Regions from separate parts of the Gossypium arboreum genome. Here region 1 is linked to region 2. A link is a contact called in public Hi-C data. All regions are on one chromosome and are shown on one strand. The core of a region is the stretch at or near the end of the contact, and the rest is flanking DNA. Distances in the headings are between cores, read along the strand shown. Region 1 holds the start of LOC108463905 (flavin mononucleotide hydrolase 1, chloroplatic). Region 2 holds the start of LOC108461903.

Region 1 (4,254 bases), core at 1,184-3,683, 290 kb before region 2:
TCATCAAGCCATTAACAGTGAAACCAGTTTCTTCAGGATTCTGAGAAGTGATTGAACATACTTCTTAAGTAGACTCTTATCTCCAAACCCCACATTGTCAATATGCGTGCATCCTTAAACCTTTTTCCTTACAGTTAGCAATAAACGTTTCTATACCACGCAACGTAGGTTTCCTATATAGACACCATCAAAATTAGCATTGTGGAACTAAAAGATAATGGAAAAGGAATCTATGTGTCATATGCAACAAAAAGATTAAGAAAATGACTCAATGAAACAAATATCTCTCCCTAACAATGCAAAATATTTAATTTCTTTTTTATTTGAGAATTTATACTAAAATCAAGCATATTTTGCTTATATCTAATGAAAATGCTAATCAGCCTTGAAACAATGGATTGAAAGAATAACATCACGAAAACAAATGCAAAACCAACCTTGCAAATCAAAAGGTCTTCTGTCTTTAAAGAATTTTCCTTCTAGCTCCTCCTGAAAGGAAATAAGATAACTTTCTCACACTCCAGACCAGAAGGTAAACAGCAAGGCAATAAAATTGAGAGAAAAGCAAACGTCTTAAAGGTCATATAGCAATGAAGAGACCCATAAGTGAAAAGGAGCGAAAGAGAAAAAGGGGTTATTAAACATAGAAGAAAGGCATGGAATTATTTTACATGCTTTCAGTCACAAATTATATTGCTAAAAAATGTGGTAGAAAGTACAGTAATAAAGTATAAATTCAAAAGTTCCATTTATAAATGTGAAACTGAAACCGCAATGATATCCTTTAATAGTATGTTTCTGGTGGACTGGAAATTTACAAGTTCTAGTAGGTTTCTGTCAAAGAATCAATATACAGGTCAATATAATATAGGATCATGGTTATGGATAGGTTAACGTTGGCATAAAACTAATAAGGATACGGAACAATAAAGAACATAAATAATAATAAATGAATGTACTGATAGTTAATCTAAAGGCAACAGATAAGTGGTGTGTTATGCTTTGGTTGTGTACACAAGCTTCACTAGCTGAAGCCTAGAGAAATATTGTTAAAAGACTAATGTTTTAGCTACTATATCCACTTATCAGAAAGCAAAGACGAAGGAAAGGGACTACAAAGGGCCATTTCATTTTGTGTTTAACAGGTAAATGATATTTTGCAGGAGATGTAAGAAGGCAACAATGATGGGAAGTAAGAAAAATCAAAACTAATGCAGTGTCACCAACTCGGGTTGTAAGTGGGTCAACATGCTGTGCAAGCTACTCAGGAAATAGTCAAGTTCTACTCCTCCTCTGCCAAGTCAGGTTCAGGCTCATACAGGGCTAATAAAGCATTTAAAAATGTATATTTTTAGTAAAATGCATATATTATCATCTATATGCACTATAATATATATAATTTTATTATTTTAGGGCCTATGTGTGTCTGAATAAATGTATGATATAGAACAAATAACATTACATATTCTTTAAGATATTTGATCCTAATTAAGTCAAGATCAAGTTTATAAAATGAAACTTATTCAAGCTCAGGGATGGTTTCAAGCCTCTCGTACACAAAACAGCTTGAGGTCAAGGCTGTTACTGTGGAACTCTATTCAACTCGCCTTTATGTACAAAAATTCAAAGGAATAAAGATCCAACTTAGCTTTTATTACTTGAAATGGCAATCAATCCTAAAAAATTGACAAGTGAAACATGTTTCAAGAAATATTATAATTTGTTAGGTACCTCAATCAAACAGTTTAACAGATCTTACAACACTTACTCATAAGACTACTTTAGTCAATAAAATCTAGAGAACTATAACTTTCCCACATTATAAATCTAGGTGTACCTCATCAATCACCCCATTTTCGAACTCAAGCCATGCAGTTGGATGCTTGCATTCAATTAGTTCCTTCAAAGACATTCTGACCATCGAATTTAACTTTGATCACTTCAAAAACTATCGCCAGCAGTGGCAGTTATATTGGTTTGAAATAAAAACAAAAATGATAAAAACCCAACAAACACAATTCGAAACAAGAATTAAAAAAGAGAAAGAGGGGAGGGAGATGAAAAAACCAGTTACCCGAAGAAGGCAGGGACGTCATGGTAAAAAGGGTCACGAACAATGGTGTCCATGATGTCAAACAGCAAAATGGGAAGCTTCCTGGAGTTGAAGGAAGGTGATGTGTTGGTGGGATTGATTGCCATCCTGGTTCTGGGGACTGGAGAAAATAGTTTTGGATGAAAGCAGAGTGATGTGGCTGGTGGTGGTGGTGCTCTAACCAATTGAGCCATCCAAACGTACACTTGCAACCCAAGAGAATTTTTGATATTTTGATTTCCAGATTCCCCTTACCAGGAAATAAGGGTCAATGTTCGCTGCACAATTCTGGGTTTGCCTCTCTATGTTTGGGCTTACCATTTGTTTCATCCATCTTTGTGGGTACTTCTCAAAAAAATAAAATGCCTTGGCCCAATATCTATATGTATATATTTGTAATTATAAATTTATATTCTTAATAAAATTAAATATTGAATGTAATTATGCCTTTTGATAAAATTAATTTTGTTTTTCAAAATTATTTATTTCTTAAATTCAATCTTATTAGTTATTACTATTGTAGCGATGTAAAAATTTGTTTGGTTTCGGTTGCTAATTGAGGCGATCTATTGAAAACTTGAAAGCTAAAATTTGATTTTAAAATAAACCGGGAGTCGCCACCGATCCTTTTTCCTAGGTACGATCGGATACCTATTAGATTTTTTTTTTAACAAAAAGAAGGCTGAGTTTAGGGTCTAGGTTAAAAACCAGAGAAAAATTAGGGCTCGGGAGTCAGTTACGTGCGAGGAAGGTATTAGCACCCTCGCGACGCCCAGAAATTGGCATCTCATAAACACGTGTTGTCTTGATTTTTAAAAATACGAGTTCAATATTAAAATTTAGTCGTGATCCAATTAAAAGAAGACGAGAAATTTTAGTTCATTCCGGTTTTTGAGAAGGGTATATCGCTTTAACACGAGTCAATTGATGTTCACCCAACATAGCAATGAACTCGATGACTTAATGTTAAATCGGTATATTGCCTTGATTGTTGAAATTAATTAGAAGGACATGGATAAAATTCTTGAAGTAATGTAAAACAAAATTGAGATGAAATAAAAATAAATAAATGGAAAAATTAAAAATATTTGAAATAAATAACATATAGGGCAATAATGCAAAAATATTGAAAATATATAATATATATATAACACATAGATGATACATGCATATACATTAGAAATAACAACAATATAAAATGGACTTACTAATATACTACATAGACATATACATTCATAGATATAAATAATAAGGATATTAGAAATACTAAGTATATAATGTTGGAATAACTACATAATACAAAAATTGTAGAATGTAGTATTAAAATATGTGCACGATATATATACTTATTTAAAAATAATAATAAAACTGTTGATAATATTTCACAAATATATGTATATACTAAAATATACATAACAATATATAAAGTATAATATATTAAAAACGTATCTAAAACATATAAAATGAAAATACATATGTTAAATAATATTAAAATATTTACATAATGCATACATATAGGAACAAACACTAATAATACATGGATATGTACATAGGCATATTAAATATATATACATATAATCGATATAGAAATATTAGAATAAAGCAATTAAAAAGTAATGCTATGCACAAATAGATATATACATATATAACAAAATATATACTATGGTTAATGATAATAACAATGACGATATAAAGATGTATACATACAACAACACATTCACTACATTAACAACCATAATAGTAATGGCATTAAAATACGAAGAACAACAATGTAACACAAAAATACTATATATATAAATCTATACACACAAATAAAAATATACACTATTGTAATAAAGATAATAATAATATATTATTAAAATATATAAAAGCAAGCATAACATTTAAATATTAAAATAAAGTAGCTAAAATACTAAACATAAATACATATATGCATATAATAATAATAATAATAATAATAATAATAATAATAATAATAATAATAATAATAATAATAATATGAAAATACAAGAAAATTTAAATAAGAATTAAAGATAAATGAAAAAAGGACCAAAATTGGATTAAAATCGAAGTTTTGGGGCCAAATCTAAAATAAAAATAAGCCACGGGGTTGTATTGCAACACGCGTGAAACATGGGGGACTGAATCAGTAATATTCCCAT
Region 2 (4,245 bases), core at 1,738-4,237:
AACCAAACAAGTTTCATTACCATACCAACTCATTAAAACAAAAAAAAAAAATGGGGAAAAGATTAAAGGCCCTTTGGATGGGCATTTATTTTTAATATGGTGCACCTGTTACACTATTTAATGTCATGGTTAACATTATTTTTACACCAAGTAAAAGCACAGTCCATCAAAAGGAAACTAAGCGCCCGGGCGTTGTGTTTGCCTCTCCATTTCTATTCTTCGTTAGGTTCTTTGGTAGAACCCTTAACCCTACCAGAAACACAATGATCCGAATCGCTAAAAACCCCAAACCTCTAACAACTCTGACTCACCAATTCCTCCAACGCTGCACCGTTAGTGGAACCGCCAAAGGCAAATCCAAACTCAAAGCCGGCCAACCTTTAAAACGCTCCAAAATCTCCACTAAAAAAGGAAAAGGCGGCGCTTCTCTCGACGATTCCCTCCCCAAAGGCGGCCGAATCCCCGATGAGAAGCAAAAACTCTACGACCAATGCCTCAATGCACCCACGCCGGTCCGTCACCTCTCACCGAAAGAGCGAGCCCGCGAAGCCGAACGGGAAAAATTGGGATTAATAAGCAAGGAGCGGCAACGGGAAATGGAGATTTTGAAGAAGGGAGGAAGAAAAGCAATGGGAGTCCCTGACGAACCTATGATTATGGGAACTCCGGGGCTGGATTTGATTACATTGGGCCTTGTCGATGCTGATAAGATACCCAAATATGAGCTGACGGTGGAGGATGGCCGGAGATTGGCCAAGGAGTATAGTCGGGTTTTGATGAGGAAGCATAGGGCAAGGCAGGCTGCTGAGACTAATTTGTTGAGAATGAAAAAGGAGGCAATTGAAGCGTTGCCGGAGAAACTTAAGGAGGCGGCTATGATACCAGATTTGACCCCATTTCCGGCAAATCGATTGATGGCGTCTTTGACTCCACCTATTGAAGGGTATATTGAGAAGGTTAAGGAAGCGGCTAAGAAAAGTTCTTCCAAGCAGAAGCTTAGGTGAAGGCGAGGTGGAAGGTATTTTAACCTTTTTCTCCATTGGGTTATTGATGAATCGTTAAGTGTTTTAAGTAATGCTGTTTTTTTCTTATTAAAAATTCAACTTTATGGACCTCTTCTTTTTTTCTTTTTTTTTTTTTTTTTTTGGGGAGTTGAATTTAAACCAATTAGGACTTAAAATCCAAATATGAGTGAGTGAGTTTTGTTGGTTTGATTATATCAATTATGCAACACTTTCAATCTTACTTAAACTAATAACGTGCTTTTCTTATTGCACTATCATTCACTAATCTCTGGACTTGAAATTGATTCATTTAACCATAGGATAGAATTCTTATGGCATTCATTGACGGTTTTACTTGCTACCATTCACAGGCTACTTCATAGTTTTGTTTAAAACATAGGTTTCGACTGTGTTGGATACTAAGTCTTCGGTGCTCAATTACAACAATATTTTTTATCAAGTTATGTTATAAATAAATTGTTTCTTGCTCTGGCTGAGTTCCAATTGGTGCTTCCTGTTATTGGTCACGTTTGCCATTTGGCATGTTTAAGTTTTTGTAGGATTGGCATCTTCTTGTTCAATCTGACTTCCTATTTGTGATATATTCGAATATCATCCTGTGTATGTGGGCGCGCATTGCATGTGAGCCTGTGTGGATTAGACATCTATTTTTATTTGATAGTAAAAATGCTCGACAGTTAACAATCCAAGTATTGCACATATACTTACCCGTAAAAATGAACATGAGCAGGGTATATTTTGGTGTAGTAAGAATTGGTCTGGCGAGTATATGATGTAGGTATCTTGAAAGTATATTTACTATATTAATTGCTAGGAACCTGTATCAACAACCTGCCAATTTCTATGCCTCCTTTGTTCTAATGAATGTTTTTCTCACTAGATCTTTTGTGGCTGCAGTAGGCAAGGGACAAACTTCACTCAGTGAAACTGATGATCAATTACAGCTGCAATGTAGTGTGATTTTCTCTGATGGCAATGAGTCTCAAAACAAGAATTATTCAACATTGAAATTGAGCAATGCCATATTTTCCGGTTTAACATTGAAACTAGCATGATGTGTTGTGATCCAAGCATAGGCAGCAACTTACAATTATTTTTTCCTCTTTGAGAGACTTGCTTGCTATAATAATCTGATAGCTTGAATTATTGACGCCTGCTTTTCTTTTACTGTATTAATCATACTAGGGATGTCTTGAATTTTATCTAGTCCCTCCTACTAAGGGTCTCTTAAATTTTTTCTAAGTCTCTTCTCGTGTAGAAGCTTAGAAATTTGTTTTGCAAGGGGATCATGATTCTCACCTAAGAGCTTGATGATTAAGACTGGGGTTGGATCACTATTAAGGGGAAAAAATTGTTAAAGAAAAAAAAGGTTTAATTATAACTTTTCCTTTTTAATTTATAAAATTGAGAATTTCTGTTTTTTTTGTCAGAATTTTATTTTACAAAACTTAAAATAATTGAATAAGATAACATAGTTAAACTTTGACGTAAAATGTTGACTTAGTCTTAAAAATTAGCATTGGAATTAGTAAAATTAGTAATTCAATAATTTATGTACAAGGAATTAATAAAGATTAATAACATTAGCAAAAGATTGGATGAACTTACCAATTTTAGGTCCGGTAGAATGACTAAATTTTAACAAATTGAAATATAGAGATAAAATTCTTACAAAGAAATTGAAATATCAGACATATGGCTGGCACGAGCTATCAAAATCATAACAAAGTTACAAATATCGATTTGGAGGTCTCTCTTTCCTTCTCTCTTTTTTGCTGGTTTATCATCTCTTAATTTCAATTCATCTAAGGTTTTAATTCTGCTTAGACCTAATCATAAATCAATTCACCCGTTTAAGTCTAAAAATTGGCCTAAAAATTAAAAAAAAATTAAGTAAAAATATAGATTAAAAAAATAAATTTTAATAAAAATATGTCCAATTTTTTAAATGAACCGGTACTCGGATAAAAGAACTTTAGTCCAGGCCCGGCCGAATCACATGCCTGCTCACCCTTTCTTTTCTTTTCCTCTTCAGCCGACTCCCCCAATTTCTAATGCCTAACAGCTAATTTCTAAATCCCTAACAAAATAACTTTTCCTTCTCCACTCCAACACCCACCGGCCACCACCATCATCGGTCACCAGTCAGGCAGTCACTATCAATTCACCACACACCCGCTGGAGACTTTATAATTTTAATACGGATCGAGCGAGCAAACTTGCCATTTCTTTCTGAAACTTTTCAAGTTTTAAGACGTCTCACTTTCAGCTCACGTTTCAGGGCAGGTGAATTTCAAAATCCTTTATTTTTCATTAAATTTGATTTTCTTTTGGTAAATGGAGGCATTTCAATGATAAGCTCGAGAGAAATTTTGGCCTTAACTTCATATTTTTTCAGTTTTTTTCTAATCTGTTGTGCACATTTAATGGTAAATTTGTTTCTTATTTTTTCATGTAACTATTGTTACTTTAACTTCTGTTTGGTTGCCAAGAAAACCGAGGAACTTAATTAGCAATTTTTACATTGTTCCTTTTTCTGTCTGCCCTGAGTTATTTATTTGGAGATTAAGCGGTTAAAGCTTTTCTGACTCTCATTTGCTAAACTTTCTCAAAAGCTAGAGCTTTCCGAAACCCTCAATCACAAATCACAATATGGCTCGAAACGAAGAGAAAGCCCAGTCGATGCTCAATCGATTCATAGCCCTAAAAGCCGAGGAAAAAAAGAAGCCCAAAGAACGCCGCCCTTTCCTCGCCTCTGAGTGCCGTGACCTTGCTGAGGCCGACAAATGGCGTCAACAAATCATGCGAGAGATCGGCCGCAAGGTCGCTGAGATTCAGAATGAAGGCCTCGGGGAACATCGACTCCGCGACCTTAATGACGAGATCAATAAGCTTATACGAGAGAAGTCGCACTGGGAACGACGCATCATTGAACTCGGTGGCCCGAATTACGCCAAACACGCCCCTAAAATGACGGATTTAGAAGGGAACATAGTGGATGTTCCAAACCCCAGCGGCCGTGGCCCTGGGTATCGGTATTTTGGAGCCGCGAAGAAGTTGCCGGGAGTTAGGGAGTTGTTTGAGAAGCCGCCAGAGTTGCGAAAGAGGAGAACTAGATATGATATTTATAAGAGGATTGATGCAAGTTATTATGGGTATAGGGATGAAGAGGATGGAGTTTTAGCTAGAGTGGAGGGGCTAGCGGAGGCAAAGATGAGGG

The links. A called contact is a pair of places that touch in the nucleus more often than the background predicts.
Region 1: a Hi-C map of leaf shows a contact between it and region 2, with 2.9 times the contacts expected there. The contact joins the promoter of LOC108463905 here to the promoter of LOC108461903 in region 2. A contact is called at or near these places in 2 of 5 Hi-C or Micro-C datasets (both in leaf).

What each region holds. Positions count from the first base shown.
Region 1 is chr2:9,443,612-9,447,865 of ASM2569848v2, reverse strand. It overlaps LOC108463905 (flavin mononucleotide hydrolase 1, chloroplatic), which reads right to left and starts at 2,433. Exons shown (of 7, transcript XM_017763900.2): 1 at 2,075-2,433; 2 at 1,838-1,913; 3 at 438-489. The coding sequence starts at 2,286.
Region 2 is chr2:9,152,924-9,157,168 of ASM2569848v2, reverse strand. It overlaps LOC108461903, which reads left to right and starts at 2,987. Exons shown (of 2, transcript XM_017761891.2): 1 at 2,987-3,311; 2 at 3,645-4,245. The coding sequence starts at 3,678. LOC108463028 reads left to right here and starts at 116. Exons shown (of 2, transcript XM_017762982.2): 1 at 116-1,018; 2 at 1,926-2,171. The coding sequence starts at 126. The coding sequence ends at 1,004.